Linked DNA regions of Bombyx mori: region 2 is linked to region 1. A link is a contact called in public Hi-C data. All regions are on one chromosome and are shown on one strand. The core of a region is the stretch at or near the end of the contact, and the rest is flanking DNA. Distances in the headings are between cores, read along the strand shown.

Region 1 (4,628 bases), core at 1,492-3,991:
ATAGCGGGCATCTGCACATTTAAAGCAATATATGAAGGTATAGTTCTGTTGCTATTCCCATAAAAAACAAAAATCTTACGTTACGGACGTTTCTTCCCGGTAAGGGTACCCCTCCGCATCGTCCCATAAGGAACTTCGTTCCAAAACAACTTCGCTCTTCCCGAAGCAAAATATATCTCGATACGAAATTATCCTAACAAAGAATGAAGAAAACTGTGCTTACGGTGTTCCATTATCAGACCTTTCGCATACTAGTGAATAACTATAGAACGTATACTATGTCCTACTACAAAATATGGATGGATGTACTGGTGGTAGAACCTCTTGTGAGTCCGCGGGGCTAGGTGCCACCACCCTGCCTATTTCTGCCGTGAAGCAGTAATGCGTTTCGGTTTCAAGGGCGGGGCAGCCGTTGTAACTATACTTGAGTAATAACTCAAGTTAGAGCAATAAGCAATAACTCAAGTTAAGAACTTATATCTCAAGGCGGATCGCGCATTTACGATGTAGATGTCTATGGGCTCCAGTGGGCTGTGAGCTCGCCCACCCAACTAAGCAATAAAAATAAAAAAAATTGCGGAGAGCACTCATTGGTGAACAGTAACTTGGCTGCGCCCCTGGATTTGCTGACGTCCATGAGCGATAGTAATCACTCACCACCAGCGGGTCGTATGGTCGTCTGCTTAGTAAGGCAACAAAAATAACATCGGGGACGCAAATATAAGTTACTTATTCGTTCATATCAAAGTTTTTAATTTCTGCCAGGATCCAATCACGACATAGTTATACTATTATAATATCAGTTTTCCATAAGATCTTCAAAATAAATATTTGATTTATAGTTCAACCTGAATGAGTCGTTTAAGTGAATGAAAGATCGAAATGACTTTAGTAGGTCACATAAACAAAATATATTATGTTCTTACGTAAATTATCTAATTCAGATGTGACATAGAATAAGCTTTATCTACAAGTTTTTAGGGTAAATTTTCCATTGAATTGATCATGATTTGGAGGAAAAATAAATTCCGTCTGTCAGGAAATCTGAAAGGAACGTGGTAGAGATCAAAATGCGTGGGCGTGTTGTGTATACAGGTTTGATCTTGTTATGTGACTAAGACCAGGTATGTTTCTTATAGTGCTTTAAGTCGATTAACTTACAAATTCATTACTTTAAATCACGGATTAAGAATTAACGAAATAAACACTAAAATACCCATAAAAAAAAAACTGCTAAGCTTAGTCATGATTTTTTTGCCTGCTTCTTAACTTCAAGGGATTATTCTAGCTTCACCGGACATATAGGCGAGCTCAGTCTGGCTACTTTGCTAACACTAGCCTTAGTAAGAGCTGATATTAATCTAAACTAATTCAATTATGATATTTATATCAGTCCTTCACATGTGTAATTCGCGAATTATTCATCCATCTAGAATTTGATAAAACGTTTACATATCCCGTTACATAGACAGACACAGATCAAACCATCACCATCACGATCAAAACATCACGATCGTTCAAATGAATTTGATTCGATTGAAATATCTGAATTGATTGAAAGTGAAAACCATGGTAAGAACCCGTTTAATAGTAGTGTTTATAACTCGATTTTATTTTGCCAATATTGCAATTGTTTAAGCATACCTCTCTTCCTCATTTTTTACTAGTATCTTACTAGATACGTGAAAGGTAGTTGTTATTAGAATTGAATTGCAACTTCACTTAGATAGACCCCGATATTCAGGTTTTGGTAAACGCTTATTTATAGCTGATGTCGTTTGTGAGCTAGTATGTAGCTATGCTAGTAACAAAATAATATAAAGCGATATCAAAGTTTAATTTACATTTAGAACAGTATGTGTTCTAAAGAAAGAAGAGAGAGAAGAAAGAAAGAAATCATTTATTCGCTAAGCATAGTGAAAATGAGTTATTACATATGTTAAAAGCAGCGTGTATGCTTTGTCATTATTTGATATGCGAATTTTAGTGCAGTGCAATGTAGTACTGGTGGTAGGAGATCTTGTGAGTCCGCGGGGGTAGGTACCACCACCCTGCCTATTTCTACCGTGAAGCAGTAATTCGTTTCGGTTTGAAGGGTGGGGCAGCCGTCGTAACTATACTTGAGACATTAGAACTTATACCACCGAGGCGGGTGGCGCATTTACGTTGTAGATGTCTATGGGCTCCAGTAACCACTTAACACTAGGTGGGCTGTGAGCTCGTCCACTCATCTAAGCAATAAAAAAATAAAAACGTGTGGCACTCGGGAACTGCCGCGGTAAAGCTATTGCATAGCATTTTTTATCAACTTATGCAATTATAATTAGACAATGATAATTTAATATTAAAACAATAATAAAACGCTATATTAAACATTAATAAAAGTAAAACCTTAACTGTCCCCTTCACACCCATAAGCTAGACCGCGCGAGAGAGATGGGCAGACTTTTCATGATGCGCATGCAGTGTGACGTCACGCCACGCGCTTATTCACAAACACTACACAAGCGCAACGTGTGAATGTGTTGAACGCGAGCTACATGGTAGGCGGAGTGAGGGGTGTAAGGTTGTTTTCGTTACGGAATTTCATGATTCGGTCGCCGCGCTCAAGGCCCGCGATAAAAGCTATGCAATAGCTTAAAAATATATATTATGATATTTTATAATTTACCTTTATTCATCATAAACAACTCCATGTGTATAAACATGTATATAACAGCGTGCAATCGGAACAAACGTAAACAATGCGAGAACGCGGTGCAGTAAGCAAGTAATAACACGTTCGTCTCGGTTCACCTTCAAGGTATTACCAATATTTGAGAAAAATAGAATTACAAAAACACTCTTATCGTCAGTCGTTTCAATGATAGAAGATGCAAAACAATCTCTATTTTCGAACAGAAAAACTATATTTTTGTTTAAACATAAATATTAATAGAGAACGACAGTTCTTTTGTTACTGATAATAATAATAGCTGAATGCATTCTTGTTATCATTGAGCCGGGAAAATACTTGCGTGAAATTAAATCTTATCTTTAGGTATGGGGTTATAGAAGTTTGAGTCTTTGGTTTGAAAAGGTTATTTACGATTAGAACATTGTGAAAATTCTGATCACAACACGGTAATAATCATACCCTACCATGTAATTGCGATAATTAGTTTCTTTGTCACGCTTTCGTGTCTTAACAACTCGGCTGATTGTTATGAAATTTTGTATTTACGATTGACAGTATTGCAAAAAGCGTTTTTTTTTCTAAGTTAACGCGAGCCTCTTGCGAAAGCTTTTTGAATTCTCTACATGGGTGTACGAGCGAGCACACGGCCAATCTGTCCTTAAATTATTACTAAAGCCCACAGAAACCACAGCGGGAACGCCAAAATCTACCGTGAGATTTGAAGTAATAATAGCAATCTTAATTTTCAAATTAAAACATTTCCACACAGAAAGAATAGACTGAACACGTCCCAATAAGTACGCAAATTTTTAATTAATTATTATCTCATTAATCATAATAATTAATTATGTCGTTACTTAACACGTATTACGAGTATGTAGATGGATTTTACCGAAGACAATTAAATCGAAATATAAGTCATACCAACAGGTTTTAAACGTTTTTGTTTTATCAGACAGCACTAGTTGCGTCGTCTGCCAATTTACGACAACAAAAAAAAAACCAAAGCTTGTTCCAAACAGACCATTCGTTGAAGCGAATTAGGTCAAGGTGCATATTCAATATTCAGAACAACACAGAGAAATTTACATACGCACTCGACATTAAATTGTTTGTATCGTGCACAATATATATCCCACTCGCTCCCACATCTAACAACACTAATTAAAATAATTAAAAGTGAGCAGTTGTTGACTTAAAATGCACGGTTTATTCATTTCACTGGAATTCGAGTCAATTTCGAGCCTGATAAGTCAAGTTTTCTAAGTAATTCCCGTTCTTATATGAAGGCCTGACTAAAGTCACATGCGTATTTGGGCCGAATTTTTATCTTGATGGCTAGTTCTGATCTTTACGCAGCACTGACTCACTGGAGAAACGGTACAACATGTCATTACCTGATTTGGGTAGCTATGCTCTAGATAAATTTGGAGGTTGATCAAAAAAAAAGGAGTAAAACGCCTAATATTCCGTTATCGATGGAAAAAAAAGTGTGTGTGTCCGCTCCGACGCACGACTGGAGTTTACTGGATATAAAAAATTAAACGAAACAATACGAGAAATAGTTCTATATTACGACAACACGATACACTACAGATTATTAACAAATTAACGAGACACAAAACAAACGACTAACAAATATATGAAAATACAATAATGAGAGAAACGCGCGATCAGTACGAGGCTTTGTGGCGGACTGCCGGCGCAGCAGCCCGGCGTCACCTGCGATAACGCATTTCGTGTGACATGCGCAATCAGGCGCATAACGCATTTCGTGTGACATGCTAGTACGATTTTGGTCCCCATAATTTTCATACCCCGGGCCTATATATGTAAATCGATTCTAAAGGAGTAAACTCCAAAAAATCCATTTTTTCTACACTGCCTATTTGTTTTTTTTCCTACCTAAGCTGGTAGTCTTGAGAGGCTATTTCAGCTTCTCCTTGACGTG
Region 2 (4,628 bases), core at 1,102-3,601, 63 kb before region 1:
GCCTATTCAATACAAACAAACAAACAAATCTTTCCTCTTTATAATATTAGTATAGATACTAGCGGACCCGACAGACGTTGTCCTGCAAAAATTCATTCAAGTCCATCCAGCCGTTTAGTTGCTGTAGAGATAAATAACCCAGATACCGACTGCAGCGTCATCTGCCGGGCCGATTTGCGAATCTAAACTATCCAGGGCGCCACCCAAAGGCATACAAAAATTCGTTAAAATCGGTCGTTTACGAGGAGTTCAGTGACAAACACACGCACAGAAGAAATATATTAAAGACCAGCTGACCCGGCAGACTTCGTAGTGCCCCAATCGATAAATAAAAGAGCGACGGGGGGGACATCGAAGGAAATCAAAATTGTTATTTTTATTTAATTCCGAGCATTTTCATCTACCTTTTAAACCTTCTCTGGACTTCCACAAATAATTCAAGACCAAAATTACCCAAATCGGTTCAGCCGTTCTCGAGTTTTAGCGAGACTAACGAACAGCAATTCATTTTTATATATAGAGATTATTAAAAATCAGGTTTTTTAAAAGAAAACTTAAATTGGTATGATCTGTCTGTCTATGTATGAAACGGGGGCTATAAATTTGCAATGCGATAGTTTTACTCCATGTGAGATAAACGGGTACCACCATTAATATCATATCACTTCACAGTACTATTTACATTTTGGTTATTGGGTTTTGTGTTGCCAATCTTAAATTTTCTGGCATGTATGCGCATCTTGATGAATGATTGAAAAATTTGTAGTATACTACAGTCACTTTGTTTTGATTATTGTTTGTATTAGAAATAGGCAGAACACTGCTATTTATCGACGCACTTCATTTTATAAGTGAACTGTCCTATAAAGTATGTTTATATATTTATTATTATATACAAGTAAATTTAGAGAGTTCTGCATAAAACGTTTCGAAATATTTTCATCTCTTTTTTTTAACTATTTTAGTAACCTCGAGGGGTTATTCTATATTCACCGAACTCGTAGGTGAGTTCACGGGGCTCAAACCGAAGGTATTGCTAACGCTAGCACTAGCAAGAGTAGTTCTTTGCAGAATCTACCCACTGATCCGGCGAGAAACTCAGTGGGCAAATATATCTCAATGTTTATGCTAGGTGTCTTTCCTATGGAGGCTTCGGCCTTTAAAACTACAAAAATTGTCCAATTATTATCAAGAACAAGACCTGGCTGTATGGACTAAAGTCCTTTGCCTTTCCCATTAGGGATAAATTAATATCATCATCTTTCCTATGTGGAATAATGTGATTTGTAAGGTTATTGTCGGTCCATGTGGTTGTGACGTGACGGCTCGTATGTCCGCGCAGCCGTGGAGCGCGCCTTCACGCGTGCGACGGTGCAGCGGCGCCAGTACAGCGCGCGCTTCCCGTGGCGCGACGCGGCGTGGTTCCTGCTGTCGCCCGCCACCGTGTACACGCTGCACGCGCTGCCGCCGCTGCGCTGGGACGCGGGGGACGTCGGGGACCGCTGCCGGGCCGCCGTCGCAGAGGCGCTGCAGGTACTGTGGCGAAACACTTCCCCAACCAAACCCATCAATTTCAGAGGTCACCAGTACAGCTACAGTCCGCGCGCGAGCTCCGAGGAATTTTAAGGAATGTTGACGTAATGAGCTAGTGTTGTAATTAGTCCATATTGCGCTATCGATACTAACACATCTTAAGCCTCCGTGCGAGTGTAAATTATAAAATAGTTTTATAAGGGTATTTATGTACTTCAAATAAAAGAAAAAAAAAACAGTTGATCACGTATGAATTTAATTTAGTGAACTGATACTTATTGAACAAAATGAACGTGAAATCTTATTACTTACTTTCGTAATCAGATTAATCAATAGTTAAAGAATTTGATGTACTATTGTCACTCTCCTCACGTACTTCAATAATAAATAATTCGACAACATCCTCCATTAAGCCATCCTTTTGCCAGTAATGTTTCTCTAATGCTAAGACATGTTTATTATGCTAGTGCTCGCCATTCCTTTTTCATCAAATTAAATAGCTATTTGTGCAAACAAAAAGACTTATAAGTGTAAGACTATTTATATTAGAAAACACGCGTAATTAACACTGCTATCGCAAAATTAAAAGCAACGAGTCGGTAAGCGTACTCTCACGTTAAAGTCGACACTAGTACTGGGAGAGTACGGGGGGGTATGAAGCGACGGTCGGGCGCGGTGCACGCCCGCCCGCTTCCTCAGCCCCCGAATCCTCGGAGCTCGCGCGCGAACTGTACATACCAGTTAGTTACACATAATTCACTTCTATAAACGACACCATTACTTCGCTTAGTACTGGTGGCGAGCGCTGGCTCCCACCAGCAATTGAACGTTGTTGTCCCGCGCGGCGCTGGTGATGTCCCGTGCGGTGTTGTTACCTGGTGAGACTACATCTCTTTCAACCATCAGGTGGAAAAGAATCGTTTGGCACAATACCACCTCACCAATCAATTGAAATATATATATACCAATCAATTGAAATATATCTATATATATACACATACATTTACACATTATAAGAATAAACAATTTACATATAAAACATACTTTTTTTTTTACTCCTTAGATGTGTGGACGAGCTCACAGCCCACCTGGTATTAAGTGGTTACTAGAACCCATAGACATCTACAACGTAAATGCGCCACCCACCTTGAGATATAAGTTCTAAGGTCTCAAGTTTAGTTACAATGGCTGCCCCACTCCTTCAAACCGAAACGCATTACTGCTTCACGGCAGAAATAGGTGGGGCGGTGGTACCTACCCGCGCGGACTCACAAGAGGTCCTACCGCCAATAAAAATTACCTAAATTACCTATCAAACATAAATATACAATTGAAGTAAATACCAATTTCAGAATCTACCCTAACACAAATTAAACTGGTTGACAGCTAATTGTTTAAAAAATGTTACCTAATGAGGCATTTGAACGAATTTAATGAACAAACAATCAAAAAACGAACAAAAAATCTTAGATTTAAAAAAAAAAAACTCAATTAAGGAGAGGATTAACTTAGGGTGTCCACATTGAACTTGCCAGGTGGAAGTGTCGGAGCTGACGTGGGACGAGTTGTTCGCGGGGAGGCGTGTCCGGGCCGTCGCCGACCGCGCCGCCCCGCTCGTGCGCCTCGGGAACCAGGTCAAGGAAGTGTTGCCAGCCGTCCCACTCAAAACTATCCTCCAGGATTTAGGTGTGTTTCGGCGCAGAATCGGCGTGGACACCCTCGCCGAGTGTTGCCATGTTTTTTTTTTTTTAGAGTCCTTTGATGGGTGGACGAGCTCACAGCCCACCTGGTGTTAAGTGGTTACTGGAGCCCATAGACATCTACAACGTAAATGCGCCACCCACCTTGAGATATAAGTTCTAAGATCTCAGTATAGTTACAACGGCTGCCCCACCCTTCAAACCGTAACGCATTACTGCTTCACGGCAGAAAGAGGCAGACCCGAGCGGACTCATAAGAGGTCCTACCAGTGTCTCTGTTCTGTTACCAAATGTGTTGTTTTTTTGTCTAGATAGTGTTTCTTCAGATTTCAATGTGTAATAACGGTGGTTTATTAACTGTTTAATATCTGTGAAAGTGCAGAAATGTGGGAAAATGAAACAAAGCCGCTGAACGTAACTTCTCGGGATCCTTCAAAAAGTTCACCAAAAAAGTCTCAGTAAATGAGCACCATTTTACTGAAATTATATTTCATCCCATATCATCTCAGTTCATTACATTTTATGCCATGTTTCATATTAATCAAGTTTTCATTAAAATTAAAATAAGACGACCTAAAGGTCTTAGTTACCAGGTCATAAAATCCCTTTAAAAAAATCTCTGTATAAAGTGCGACAAGTCTGTACCTGCCTCACCAGAGAAAAAATAGTGGGCCGTAGCTGTGACATCTGCTTATAGCTGCGCGGGAACTGTGAGGTCCGTCGGTCGCAGGGCGCCGCCCCGACAGGTGAGACCCTGGACCGAACATGGCGGTGGTAGTCTGGTGCGGACTCAACATGCTTATAACAATTTTTAATGTTGTAGGCCTACAGATATACTGCCTACCTGATGGTAAAGAGGCACCGTCACTCATGGACATTAGCAATACCAGGGCACAGATGTCCGCTGTCTACTGCAGTAATAAAGTTACCATAGTTGATAAATGATAACAACTTACAGAAAGAACTGGAAGCGTCGACGTGACGATCACGAATTTCCTCGAGGGCGTGACTCCGTACGTCCCCGAGGATGCGGCCCCCGGACCGCAGCCCGGGCCCTCGGCGCCGCGGTACGTCACGCCGCCGCCCACAGGAACCTTCCCGAAGACGGCCAAGGAACGACAGCTGAGCTTCGAGGAGCGAAAAGCTCAGATGATAGCGGAAGCTCGCAGAAGATATATCGAGAAACACGGACTGAACGTAACGTAGGACACCTAGACTGTCGCGGAGAGGGGCCCGCGCCGCCGCGACCCGCCGACACGAAATGTCGCCCTTTCTTGATATTAATTTCTTGAAATAATTATTATAATTAGAAAACTTAATTGATTGTACCGACATCTGAAACTAAATTAAGTTAAAAAAAATACGATTAATTGTTTATGGAAATTCGAAATTGCC

Evidence for each region. A called contact is a pair of places that touch in the nucleus more often than the background predicts.
Region 2: a Hi-C map of whole pupa shows a contact between it and region 1, with 4 times the contacts expected there. The contact joins two enhancer-like sites. A contact is called at or near these places in 2 of 7 Hi-C or Micro-C datasets (both in whole pupa).

What each region holds. Positions count from the first base shown.
Region 1 is chr11:18,372,539-18,377,166 of ASM3026992v2, reverse strand. The region is part of intron 11 of LOC101737321 (pre-mRNA-splicing factor ATP-dependent RNA helicase PRP16); the gene reads right to left. Among protein-coding and RNA genes, the nearest start is that of LOC119629177, 30 kb to the right of the region's middle. Within about 2 kb of position 2,741, at least 1 of the 8 cell types and tissues checked has open chromatin away from gene starts, as enhancers often do.
Region 2 is chr11:18,434,909-18,439,536 of ASM3026992v2, reverse strand. LOC101737172 (lipid droplet-regulating VLDL assembly factor AUP1) reads left to right here. Exons shown (of 8, transcript XM_038013899.2): 6 at 1,343-1,533; 7 at 3,069-3,219; 8 at 4,192-4,628. The coding sequence ends at 4,439. Among protein-coding and RNA genes, the nearest start is that of LOC101737172, 7.0 kb to the left of the region's middle. Within about 2 kb of position 2,351, at least 3 of the 8 cell types and tissues checked have open chromatin away from gene starts, as enhancers often do.